Regions from separate parts of the Pan troglodytes genome. Here region 1 is linked to region 2. The links are chromatin contacts, called in public HiChIP or PLAC-seq maps. All regions are on one chromosome and are shown on one strand. The core of a region is the stretch at or near the end of the contact, and the rest is flanking DNA. Distances in the headings are between cores, read along the strand shown.

Region 1 (6,152 bases), core at 1,649-4,148, 290 kb after region 2:
GTATATTTTTTAGCAGAAGCAGAGTTGTAGCTTTATTTCATAAATGTTTTGAGTGTCTACTATATTTCATTTAAAATATAACAGCTTTCTGGCTATAGTGTGAAGAACAAACCAGAGTAGAGAAAAAGAGATAAAGAGCTCTGTTGGGAGTAGATGAGTATCAGACTAAGGCAGCTACAGCTAAATTAGCACCAGAATAGTTCATTCTGTCACTGAAGCCATGTCTGCTACACCAGTGATCCCTTTACCCTTACTCTTACTTATTATCTCCGACAGTGGATGGGTTCAGTGGGCCAAATACACTCAGAAGATAGAGCCTAAGATAAAATCTCTTCTACCTACTTTACTGGGGATATGGCAATTATCAGGCACTGCTATCAAGTGTTCGGACCAAGACTGATGGCTCCTTTCTAAGTCTTTCCATAACTACCACCCTACTAAAGCCTCTGAACCCAAGGGAACGGCAGCCTGGCTGTGCCAAGAAAGGGGCTCCCAGCTTCTCACATTCTGAAGCCGGATTTCCCTTTTCTGGGTTCCCAGAGAGGCCAGATTTGACAACAATAAAAACTTCCAGGAAATTCCTAGGAGGTTTAATTTCCTAATCCTTCTCTCGCATAGACCCTCTTTCTTACCCCTTCCCCCAACCAAGAGGAAGGAGCTTATCCTGGAGCCCAACATCCTCTGCTGAATGTCTCCACCCCTTTGGCCAAACTGGTGGAACATCTGAATTCTTGGGTCCTCTCCTCCCAGGCCCATTCAGGGGGTTGAAGGGAACACATTAAGGTAATGTGTGATCCTGCCTCAAAACAGAGGACTGATGCAGTATCCCCTGAAGGTTCGCAGGGTACTAGATTGTTTAAGGAAGTTTCACTTGCAGATTGTCACTCCCCTACCCCTGTCAGGAAGTAATCTTTCTCTAAGAAATCCCAAGCACTCATCTCTAGGAGACCAGATGTCAAAACACAACCACCTCTAGCAACATTTGGAATTATAGGATGCATTCCCATGTAAACTGGCATTAAGAAAAACAAAATTGCACTAACCGAAAATAACCCAAATTTAAGGACCAGAAGCATAAGCCATGAATTTACTATCTCAGGTAGACTGAGCATTTGGATAATTCTCATTCTCCAGAAATCCCACAGGAAGGAAAAAAGAAATAAATTTATATATATTCATATAAAGACTTTTATCTATTGTGCAAAGAGAGGGTCATCTGGCTCCCCAGAAGGTTCTCAACCCCATCAAGACTGTCCATTTTACATCTCTAGCTCCAGTTCTTCTCAGAGAGTAAAAGTGCTCCAAAGGCCTGTTATCATGGGTACTGATTAAGGGCTGCAGACTCTTCAGATCCAGTTAAATCCCTGGTGTTTGAGCTGCGTGGGAGCTGTGGTTGCTTGCTTCCTGGCTTTGCCTGAGGTCCTGCCGCAAACCCTGCAGCAGCTGGTTTAGGAGTGTAAGGTGGCTGTCTCTGCGAGGCAGAGGCAGGGGTGGGAGGCAATTCCCTTTATACTCGATCACTGCCATCTTGGCCCGATCCAAACTCCGATTTGGGATCTGCAGCATTCTTGTGTAGCCCCCAGTTTGATCTTTGTACCGAGGGGCCAGTACTTGAAACAGCTTTGGGATCAAATCCTTCTCCTAGAGGGAGAATTATCCAAGAGACAGCAGAGTCAGGCAAAACTGCAGAGGCATTTAACTTTACACCATTCCCAAAGGTAAGGTCCATCCACACATAGAAAGACCTCCCCCTCCCCTCGCCAATCTGGCAGAGTCAGTGTTACACAAAGGGGTCGTTTAAAGGCAGTTGTGCAGAGATATATTCACATCGACTTCAACTAACTTAAGACACAGTTTCTAATTTAGTTAGCAGCACTGGCCCATAAGTGAGTACCCAAGTTTAATTCTGCATAGTTCTCCTTTTTCCAACCCCCACCCCCAGGGAGCAAAGGGTGGGATTTTGAAGGCAGATAGGTCGCACTCACTGTGAGCCAGAAGTCAGCCATGCGCATGGCTCGTTCGTTAGTGTCTCCCAGCTTCCCATAGTCGATGAGCTGTGAGGACGTAACATCACGGATCCAACCGAGCAAGAAAACAAGGTGCCAATCTAATTTCTCTAATGCCGGACGGCAATCCATTCTTTCCACTAGCAAAGCATCTCCAATCTACGCCACCCCTAACTCCGCAGCCCTAACCAGTCTTCCATTAGAAGCGATGGAGGGGCGGGTTCAGCCCAAGGTTCTGGGGGACTCAGACTTGGGGAATGGTTTACCAGGTTGGTCCCGGTCCCTTTCCACTTGCAGCCGGCTCCGCCCCCTCAGACCAGACCCGCAGAGTGGACAAGAGGGCCCCGCTCCTCACCTTCTCCGCGTAGCCCCTCATTTCGTCCACACGCGCCCATGGTGCCTCGATGCGTTCGTGCCGCACCAGCCCTGTGAGCAAGTTCCGCAACAGATGGATGCGGGACTCCGGACCGAGGCCCATACGGCGAAATACGCGGCCATGGGAGATCGCTGCAGCGACCGACAGCCGCATGTTTCCAACTTCTGCCCGCCCCTTGGAGGCCGGAACTGGAAACTGGAAGGTAGACCCGGTGGCGGCAATTTCAGGGAACGCATGCGCCTTAGCTCGGAGCGTGGTGAACGTGTTTGCGCATGCGCATCAGAGCCTGCCTCGTTGGCAATCTCGGGAAGGGCGGAGAAACGGTGTTGAGCTTTTCCAGAGGCGGCGAGCTGGGCGGGCTTCAGGCATCCAGAGCGCTCTGTGGCGGCTGAAGAACCAGGCGCCCCCTAGTGTGGGATAAGCGGGCCATCGGGTTTTTTTTTTGGGCTGCGTCAGCCAGTGGCATTTAGGGCGATGGGGCGCTCCGCCGCGGAGACTCCTGGGAAAGAGAGCGTCCGAAGAGAAAGGCATCCGGAGGGTTCGGGGTCCTGCGGGCCGACGGCCCTACCCGGTCCAGCAGTGGCCAGCTGGCCTGGTTGACACCCGTACGCATTGTTTTTAACACAGTGATTTTCAGTAGTAATGGTGAGATGGATAATAACGATGCCCGCAAAAGAAACGCAGATAGTGAAATTTTTCTTTTATTGAAGTAATCATTCCAGTTAAAAAAATTACAGCACTAAAGGGAAAAGTAGTAGATTGTTTTTAATTACACCAGTGTGTCTTTTTAAGGGGAAAAAACATACCTACACATTTATGTGTTAATGAACAATAATATTATAGTTTGTTTTTGAGCCTTAACATCTGCAAATTGTCAATGACTGTCAAAATTATTCCTTGTTATGGGTTGAATTGTGTCTTCCCCCATGATTCTTCCCGTCCCCAAAAAGCTATGTTAAGTCCTAACCTGCAGTAACTGAGAATGTGACCTTATGTGGAAATAGGGTCATTGCAGATGTCATTTGTTAAGATGAAGTCATGCAGGCATAGGTGGGCGCCTAATCCAAAATGCCTAGTGTCTAGCTAGCTAGATAGATAGACACATGTATACGTACATACATATATGCAGGCCGGGCACGGTGGCTCACGCTTGTAATTCCAGCACTTTGGGAGGCCGAGGCGGGCGGATCACCTGAGGTCAGGAATTCGAGACCAGCCTGGCCAACATGGCGAAACCCCGTCTCTACTAAAAACACAAAAATTAGCCAGGCGTGGTGGCTCATGCCTGTAATTCCAGCTACTCGGGAGGCTGAGGCAGGAGAATAGCTTGAACCCGGGAGGCAGAGGTTGCAGTGAGCTGAGATCGGGCCACTGCACTCTAGCCTGGGCGACAGAGTGAGGCTCTATCTCAAAAAAAAAAAAAAAAAAAAAAAAAAAAAAATGCGCATGAAGAGAGAGAGATGGACACAGGGTGATGCCGACCAGGTAAAGACAGAGACATACAGGGAGAAAGCCATGTGACCTTGAAAGCAGAGATTATGGAGTTAAGCAGTTGCAAATCAATGAATGAACACCAAGGATTGCTGGAGCACACCTGAAGCCAAGGGAAAGGTATAAAACGCATTCTTTTTCAGATCTGTCAGAGAGCATGACCCTGCTGCCAACACATCGCTTTCTTACTTCTAGCCTCCAGAGCCACAAAACAATAAATTTCTGTTGTTTTAAGTTCCACAGTTTGTGATAGTTTGTTACAGCAGTCTTAGGAAATGAATTCACTCCTCTTTACATGTACATATTCAGTAGACGTATAGATTTGTCACTTTGTCAGCTTATAGGTGACCAAAGAACACTTCTTTGCTAATTTTAATTTTGAAAAGTTTCTTTAATATGAAGGAACAAATATGCAAATAGGAAAAGTCATGAACATATAAATACATTGACAGAGATTTATACAAATCACACTTCACAATTAAAGAAATTTACAATAAATTACAGAAATTACAATTACCATTCATGTTTTGTTTCTTTGGGAGCAATTCTTGTAGTTTTCAATTGTCTTTGCAGTTGAAAAATTTCACTAAGATGTTTTCACCAGGTTATATATATATATTTTTGAGACGGAGTTTCTTTCTTGTTGCCCAGGCTGGAGTGCAATGGTGTGGTCTCGGCTCACTGCAACCTCCACCTCCTGGGTTCAAGCGATTCTCATGCCTCAGCCTCACAAGTAACTGGGATTACAGGCGCCCACCACCACGCCTGGCTAATTTTTTTTGTATTTTTAGTAGAGACGGGGTTTCACCATGTTGGCCGGGCTGGTCTCGAACTCCTGACCTCAGGTGATCTGCCCGCCTCAGCCTCCCAAAGTGCTGGGATTACAGGTGTGAGCCACTGTGCCCAGCCCACCAGAAAATTTATCATAAATTTCTATTGGTAAAAACTTGTGAAGAGTCTCTTCTTCAGCAAAAATTAGGTAAAATGAAACATTGATCCATTGTCTTAAAAAATGCTTACACTTGGTAAAAACAATTGTAGCATCAAACACTGTCCTTTTGACTTTTTCTGGCAATACAAGACCATCATCTCTTGTCTCTTCTGGTAGTCTTCAAAATTTGATTCTTTTTTATATGTCAATTTCCTTACATTTTGTTTTTGCAGCATTACTACTGGCTTTCTCTGCAATTTCTGTGGGCTGATATTAACGGAACAATTTTTTTTTACAGTCCAAGGGTCTTTTATTATTAGTATTATTTGCACCTATTATGTCATGAATTCATAGGGAATAGGTTCCGGTAGCTCTGGCTCCTCTCCATTGGTTCTCACAAAGTGTGCTTCTCTTGGTGCAGCAGGCTGGCCTGTCAGCTGAATCCAGGTACCTTTCTCTTTGGCTCCCTTCTTTTTCTGATCATTTTCTTTCATGCATTTCAGGAGACTACCTTTTCCCTTAGAGTGTTTAATGTGCTCCATATGCACATTAATTCTTTTGGCAAGAATCTAGCCCTTAACTTTTTTTTTTTTTTTTTTCCCTACAGCAATGCTAACAGCATGCTGAGTAACATTATAGACTCTTCCAGTTTTTGCCATGGTAACACTTGTGAGGCATTCCTTTTTGAACTATACCCATTCCCTTGATGTCTACAGTATCATCTTTTTTTTTTTTTTTTTTTTTTTTTTTTTTTTTGAGACGGAGTCTCGCTCTGTCGCCCAGGCTGGAGTGCAGTGGCGCGATCTCGGCTCACTGCAAGCTCCGCCTCCCGGGTTCACGCCATTCTCCTGCCTCAGCCTCCCGAGTAGCTGGGACTACAGGCGCCCGCTACCACGCCCGGCTAATTTTTTGTATTTTTAGTAGAGACGGGGTTTCACCGTGTTAGCCAGGATGGTCTCGATCTCCTGACCTCGTGATCCGCCCGCCTCGGCCTCCCAAAGTGCTGGGATTACAGGCGTGAGCCACCGCGCCCGGCCAGTATCATCTTTTTTATAGACTCCCATGCATGTGGCCAACTCCATGTTTTCTAAAAGGCCTAGAAAACATACATTGGGTGCCTCTCCTGTTTTCCTTGTGTTGGCCATTTTGGCGAATTACCAGAATATGGAGCTTCCAGCCAAAAGGAAGTTAAAGCAACAATTTAAACCTTGATGTTTTACTGACTGTATGTTGTTCAAGGCTTATTGTGGCTCTTTGCAGATATTTTTGTGTTTGATTAGCCTTCTTTGAAACTTTACATTAATAAAAAAATACTCATAAAAGAAAAGTCCCAGAAAACCAAGGTTGT
Region 2 (6,110 bases), core at 1,210-3,709:
GAAAGGAAAATAAAAACTCAGGACTCCAGTTGACTATGCCAAAAGGAAAAAAAATAAACTGAAAACTGAGTCATGCAAGAAGCTGCCTTTCCTTTTGTTCCTAAGCAGATAGCTACAGACAAAAGGTTAAATATTTACAAAATTAGCCGGGTGTGGTGGCACATGCCTGTAATCCCAGCTACTCCGTAGGCTGAGGCAGGAGAATCACTTGAACCCGGGAGGCAGAGGTTGTGGTGAGCCGAGATTGCACCATTGCACTCCAGCCTGGTCAACAACAGCGAAAACTCTGTCTCGAAAAAAAAACACAAAAGGTTAAATATCTCCACAGGCATATTTACTTTATCTTATGTAAAGTGCCAGATGAACACATAATTGAGTATCTCCCTACCTGCTCCTTTTCTCTTGCGACATGTGGATTGCCATACCCTTCTTCTTTCCCTCCAGCTCACTTTTCCCCTTTAAATATTGAAGCCCTCAAAATGATCTTTGGAGAAAGCCACAGACCACAGACTGTTTCTGCGATTCCGTGTTTATTTCTTCCAGCCATGTCCTTAACCTTGGCAAAATAAACCTCTAAATCGATTGAGACCTGTCTCAGACATGTTTTGCTTGACACATCCAAATTCCAGTTCCAGCACTTACTAGCTAGCTGTGGGATCTTGAGCCACTTACTTAATCCTACTTTCCTTCTCCGTAAAATGGGGATAATTATAATACCGACTTCCAAATTTGTTGTGAGGATTAACTTAAGGCAGAGTCCTCAGAAAAGTACCTATAGAGGGTTATTCGGGCCAACGGCCAAGGTTGAGGACTGCGACCCAGGACACACTTGCAAGTTGTCTTGGGGGAGCACTCTGGACAACAAAAGAGAGGCTCATATTTTCAAAGAAAGAAAGATGAATTAGGAGAGGAAGTGAATACAAAAGTTGTTCATCAGGAATTCTCATTGTTTACAGAAGTAACACCGGTTATACATTGTTTAGCGCTTGGCTATACATTGTTGAACTATAAGGTGTATGGCATTTAATGGCTACTTGGCATAGCAAGTGGTTTCAAGAGATAATTACTTAGCTCAAAGAAGAGTGAGAGTGACTGTTGCTACATTTTAAATGCCTGTCTGGGCCTGATAATTTAAAGGGGCTCATCTTCCTTAGATAAAAAGGTTTTGTTTTGTTTTGTTTTTCATAGTACATAATCTTTAAAATGCATGCTAATTATTACTGTGAGTACTCTATCTGAGATGATGTCCCCAGAACTGGGGGAAAAAAACACTTGTAAAAAATTATCAAAGGAAAGAACTGACAGGACTTGATAGCTCTGAGGATCCCTCAGAAGCACTCGTCAAACAGCTTAGGGTTTAATTGCTATTCTGCCACTTAACTTCTTTGTGCCTCATCCTATCTGTAAAGGGGGGTAATAATAGTATTTGTAGGGACCAAGGGAAACTTTCCCTTCGCCCTCTGAAATTCTGCTGAAAAATCAACCCACAAAAAACAGATTAATTGAAGAAAAGGCATAGAAATTTTATTAATGTGTCCACGGGGAACCACAGAGTGACTACCCACTTCCCAAACGAGTTCAGAAGCTTATGTGTCATTCAGGCAAAGCGGGTTATGGGAGTGAGGGGAAGAGGAATTCTGCTGAGGGAGAAGGAATGGATCAGGGAACAGATTAACTAGTACATTATCATGTGAAAGGGTCTGTTCAGGTGTGATTATATTCTTGGTTTTATAGGGAGGGGAAGAAAAAAACAGTTGTTCCTTCTGATGGGTCTGGACGCTTGGTAACGGCTTTGGGAGAAAGGGGGCGGGAGTAGGAAGGTCAGACAGACCTTAAGGCTTAACTTAGTAAGTCAAACCACCATATTTTGGGTATGGATTTCTGAGCCCCAATATAATAGGTACTTCTTAGGGTTGTTGTGAGAATTGAAGATTATTAATTATAAAGTGCCTGGGTTGGTGCTTGGCACATCGTAAACAACTCCATAAATGCTCGCTTTTACTGTCGTGGATACACGGAGGTGGGAGACCCAATTGGGTTCCAGCCCATGTTATTGGCCCCCATGGCTATATGGTCTTTACGGCTTCCTAGTCTCTTCACCATCTCTAAGGTTTGTTTCCTCATCTGAATCACAGGTGAGTGATTCTCAGGGTGACTCAAGAGGGCTGGTGCCAGTGGCAGAGCAAGGGAAATCGAGGGAAGGCGCCTTCGTGTCAGAGGCAACACACCCAGTGGGAGGATCCTGCCGGCCCTGCTCTCTCCTACCTTCCCTTCCCGGGCTCAACGCTGGGGTCGGTCTGGCAGCTATTCCGGGAATCTGAGCGCAGATTCTGACAAAGGAGACGTCTTCCACCGACCACATCACGTGGAGCTCCAAAGCACGAGCACGGCCTCCCGCGGCTGTGACCTCAAGGCGGAGCCCCTGGTGACCTCAGGGAGAGTCCCCACCCCCGCAGCCCGTGCGCCCGGGGCAGGGCGGGGGCAGGGAGAGGGGGCGGAATCGGGGCGGTCCCGGGAGCGCCCCGCCCGCTCCGCCTCCGCAGCGTTGACAGCTGCCCGCCACCGAGAGATCAGCTGTTAGAGATCAGAGGAAGAGGAAGGGGCGGAGCTGCTTTGCGGCCGGCAGCGGAGCAGTCAGCCGACTACAGAGAAGGGTAATCGGGTGTCCCCAGCGCCGCCCGGGGCCCTGAGGGCTGGCTAGGGTCCAGGCCGGTGGGGACGGGACAGACGAACCAGCCCCGTGTAGGAAGCCCGACAATGCCCCGCTACGGAGCGTCACTCCGCCAGAGCTGCCCCAGGTCCGGCCGGGAACAGGGACAAGACGGGACCGCCAGAGCCCCCGGACTCCTTTGGATGGGCCTGGTACTGGCGCTGGCGCTGGCGCTGGCTCTGTCTGACTCTCGGGTTCTCTGGGCTCCGGCAGAGGCTCACCCTGTTTCTCCCCAAGGCCATCCTGCCAGGTTACATCGCATAGTGCCCCGGCTCCGAGATGTCTTTGGGTGGGGGAACCTCACCTGCCCAGTCTGCAAAGGTCTATTCACCGCCATCAACCTCGGGCTGAAGGTGAGCACTGAAGGGGCTGCAGTGGAGGAGGCCGAAAGGAGTGCTGGGGCTGGGGGCTGGGTCTGATGCTGGTGCGCTGGGCTCAGAACGCATCCCTGATGGAGAGGGTGGCATCTACAATCCATCACTGAGTTTGCTCCCCTTTGGGGACACCCATGGCTACATGCCACCATCACCCCATTGTGACCTTTGTGAAGTAAGAAAATAATGCAGACAGTGCCTGAGGAAGTCAGCTTGCCAAGCAAAGGCCTCATGCCACAGGCCGCTGAGCTAAAGAAGAAGCGATGGCCTGGCGCTGCCTGAGTTACAGGGCAATATCTGGAAGGCAAAGGTGTGCACTGAGCTTGGTGCACTGAGTCCTGCCCAGCCCCAGTTTGGAAATGGAGGCCCAAGGGGTGGTGGCCAGGGGTTGGCCTTGTTCCTCTGCTCTGCCTCTGATTTCTCACCATGCGCTCCTCCCACTGCAGAAGGAACCCAATGTGGCTCGCGTGGGCTCCGTGGCCATCAAGCTGTGCAATCTGCTGAAGATAGCACCACCTGCCGTGTGCCAATCCATTGTCCACCTCTTTGAGGATGACATGGTGGAGGTGTGGAGACGCTCAGTGCTGAGCCCATCTGAGGCCTGTGGCCTGCTCCTGGGCTCCACCTGTGGGCACTGGGACATTTTCTCATCTTGGAACATCTCTTTGCCTACTGTGCCGAAGCCGCCCCCCAAACCTCCTAGCCCCCCAGCCCCAGGCGCCCCTGTCAGCCGCATCCTCTTCCTCACTGACCTGCACTGGGATCATGACTACCTGGAGGGCATGGACCCTGACTGTGCAGACCCACTGTGTTGCCGCCGGGGTTCTGGCCTGCCGCCCGCGTCCCGGCCAGGTGCCGGATACTGGGGCGAATACAGCAAGTGTGACCTGCCCCTGAGGACCCTGGAGAGCCTGTTGAGTGGGCTGGGCCCAGCCGGCCCTTTTGATATGGTGTACTGGACAGGAGACATCCCCGCACATGATGTCTGGCACCAGACTCGTCAGGACCAACTGCGGGCCCTGACCACTGTCACAGCACTTGTGAGGAAGTTCCTGGGGCCAGTGCCAGTGTACCCTGCTGTGGGTAACCATGAAAGCACACCTGTCAATAGCTTCCCTCCCCCCTTCATTGAGGGCAACCACTCCTCCCGCTGGCTCTATGAAGCGATGGCCAAGGCTTGGGAGCCCTGGCTGCCTGCTGAAGCCCTGCGCACCCTCAGGTACTTATCGTCCATGGAAACCCAGGAAGGGAAAAGAAAGGTGAATGAAAGTGAAGGGAAAAGGGAACCTGGGGCATTGTCTCTGATTGCTCTAGCATGAGTCCTTAGTGCTCTTCATTTGGCTCCCCTAATCTGACTCCTCCTTCCCTTTCTACTCTTTTGCCACACCAGGCTATTTTTTTTTTTTTTTAATTTTAGTTTAGTTTTTGTAGAGAGAAGATCTTGCTATGTTGCCCAGGCTGGTCTCAAACACCTAACCTCAAGCAATCCTCCCGCCTCGGCCTCCCAAAATGCTGGGACCACAGGCATCAGCTACTGCTCCTGGCCCTCTTTTTTTTTTTTTTTTTTGAGATGGAATCTTGCTCTGTTGCCCAGGCTGGAGTGCAGTGGCACCATCTCAGCTCACTACAGCTTCCACCTCCTGGGTTCAAGCAATTCTGCCTCAGCCTCCCAAGTACCTGGGACTACAGGTGCACGCCACCACACCCAGCTAATTTTTGTATTTTTAGTAGAGATGGGGTTTCACCATGTTGGCCAAGATGGTCTTGATCTCCTGACCTCATGATCTGCCCACCTCGGCCTCCCAAAGTGCTGGGATCACAGGCATGAGCCACTGCACCCGGCTTTCCAGCCCTCCCTTTCTACTCTTATCTTCACCACCCTACTTCAAAGGTCTGGCAGCATAACCTCTCTATGCCCCAGCTGTGTCTTTGCTCATGTTGGCCCTCTGGAAATGATTTCCCCCTTTTTTTTAAGTGCTCCAGTTTTTCCCACCTTATCCATCCCATGTCATCTTCCCTCTGTGTGGTCCTTGCTTCCCATTCTAGCTAACTCTTATCCCTCCCATGTCATCTTCCCTCTGTGTGGTCCTTGCTTCCCATTCTAGCTAACTCTTATCCCTCCCCCATACTCCTGGAGCCCTCTGCCCTCGGAGTCTTTTGTGTCACACAGACCCAATAATTAGAACTGTTTGGTCTCTGGCTAGACTGTGAGCTCCTTGCAGGTGGGGAAGATGTCATGTATGCTTTTACCCTCCACCCAAATGCCCAGCACAGGAGGACCAGGATTGGAACAAGTGTTGACCTCTCCTGTTTACTTTGTTTCAGAATTGGGGGGTTCTATGCTCTCTCCCCATACCCCGGTCTCCGCCTCATCTCTCTCAATATGAATTTTTGTTCCCGTGAGAACTTCTGGCTCTTGATCAACTCCACGGATCCCGCAGGACAGCTCCAGTGGCTGGTGGGGGAGCTTCAGGCTGCTGAGGATCGAGGAGACAAAGTGAGGGCCAGTAGTGGGAACACGGTGGTGCTGGGGGACAAGCAGGCTTCTGTTGAGCTGGAGCACCTCTGGGCACAGAAGTTTGATTTTCCTGGCATTCCCAACAAGTGTTCCCTGGGGATTCAGCTCATGGTCACTGTTGAAAGCCTTCATTCAGTCCCCCTTTCTCTAGCCAGGGCTGCCTGGACCCCTGGATGCCCTGATTACCATCCTTAATTCTCCTTACTAGGTGCATATAATTGGCCACATTCCCCCAGGGCACTGTCTGAAGAGCTGGAGCTGGAATTATTACCGAATTGTAGCCAGGTAGGACGGAGATGAGGGTGGGAATAGGGACAGGGTGAGTGTCTGAAGGCTGAAAATTGCCTTGAGCATCTCACCATCCCTGTTGTCCCATGGAGTGGGGAGGCTCCTCACTAGAACAGGTTGGAGAAAGAGGGCATCCTATCTCCCCAGATGTCTTCCTACCCCTCCCTAGAATCTTCTGAATGTAGTACCTTCTGGCCAGGTATGAGAACACCCTGGCTGC

What was found. HiChIP or PLAC-seq counts read pairs in DNA pulled down with a chosen protein or histone mark.
Region 1: an H3K4me3 HiChIP or PLAC-seq map of stem cell-derived excitatory neurons shows a contact between it and region 2, with 5 times the contacts expected there. The contact joins the promoter of MRPL17 here to the promoter of SMPD1 in region 2. A contact is called at or near these places in 1 of 7 Hi-C or Micro-C datasets (stem cell-derived neural progenitor cells) and 1 of 1 datasets of contacts at active chromatin or transcription factors (stem cell-derived excitatory neurons).

What each region holds. Positions count from the first base shown.
Region 1 is chr9:10,829,512-10,835,663 of NHGRI_mPanTro3-v2.0_pri, forward strand. It overlaps MRPL17 (mitochondrial ribosomal protein L17), which reads right to left and starts at 2,899. Exons shown (of 3, transcript XM_001166071.7): 1 at 2,362-2,899; 2 at 1,986-2,054; 3 at 1,059-1,641. The coding sequence starts at 2,535. The coding sequence ends at 1,357.
Region 2 is chr9:10,536,136-10,542,245 of NHGRI_mPanTro3-v2.0_pri, forward strand. It overlaps SMPD1 (sphingomyelin phosphodiesterase 1), which reads left to right and starts at 2,460. Exons shown (of 6, transcript XM_508253.9): 1 at 2,460-3,063; 2 at 3,531-4,303; 3 at 5,410-5,581; 4 at 5,811-5,887; 5 at 6,090-6,110. The coding sequence starts at 2,758. It overlaps LOC129136402 (a long non-coding RNA gene), which reads right to left and starts at 2,488. Exons shown (of 3, transcript XR_010147121.1): 1 at 2,266-2,488; 2 at 167-286.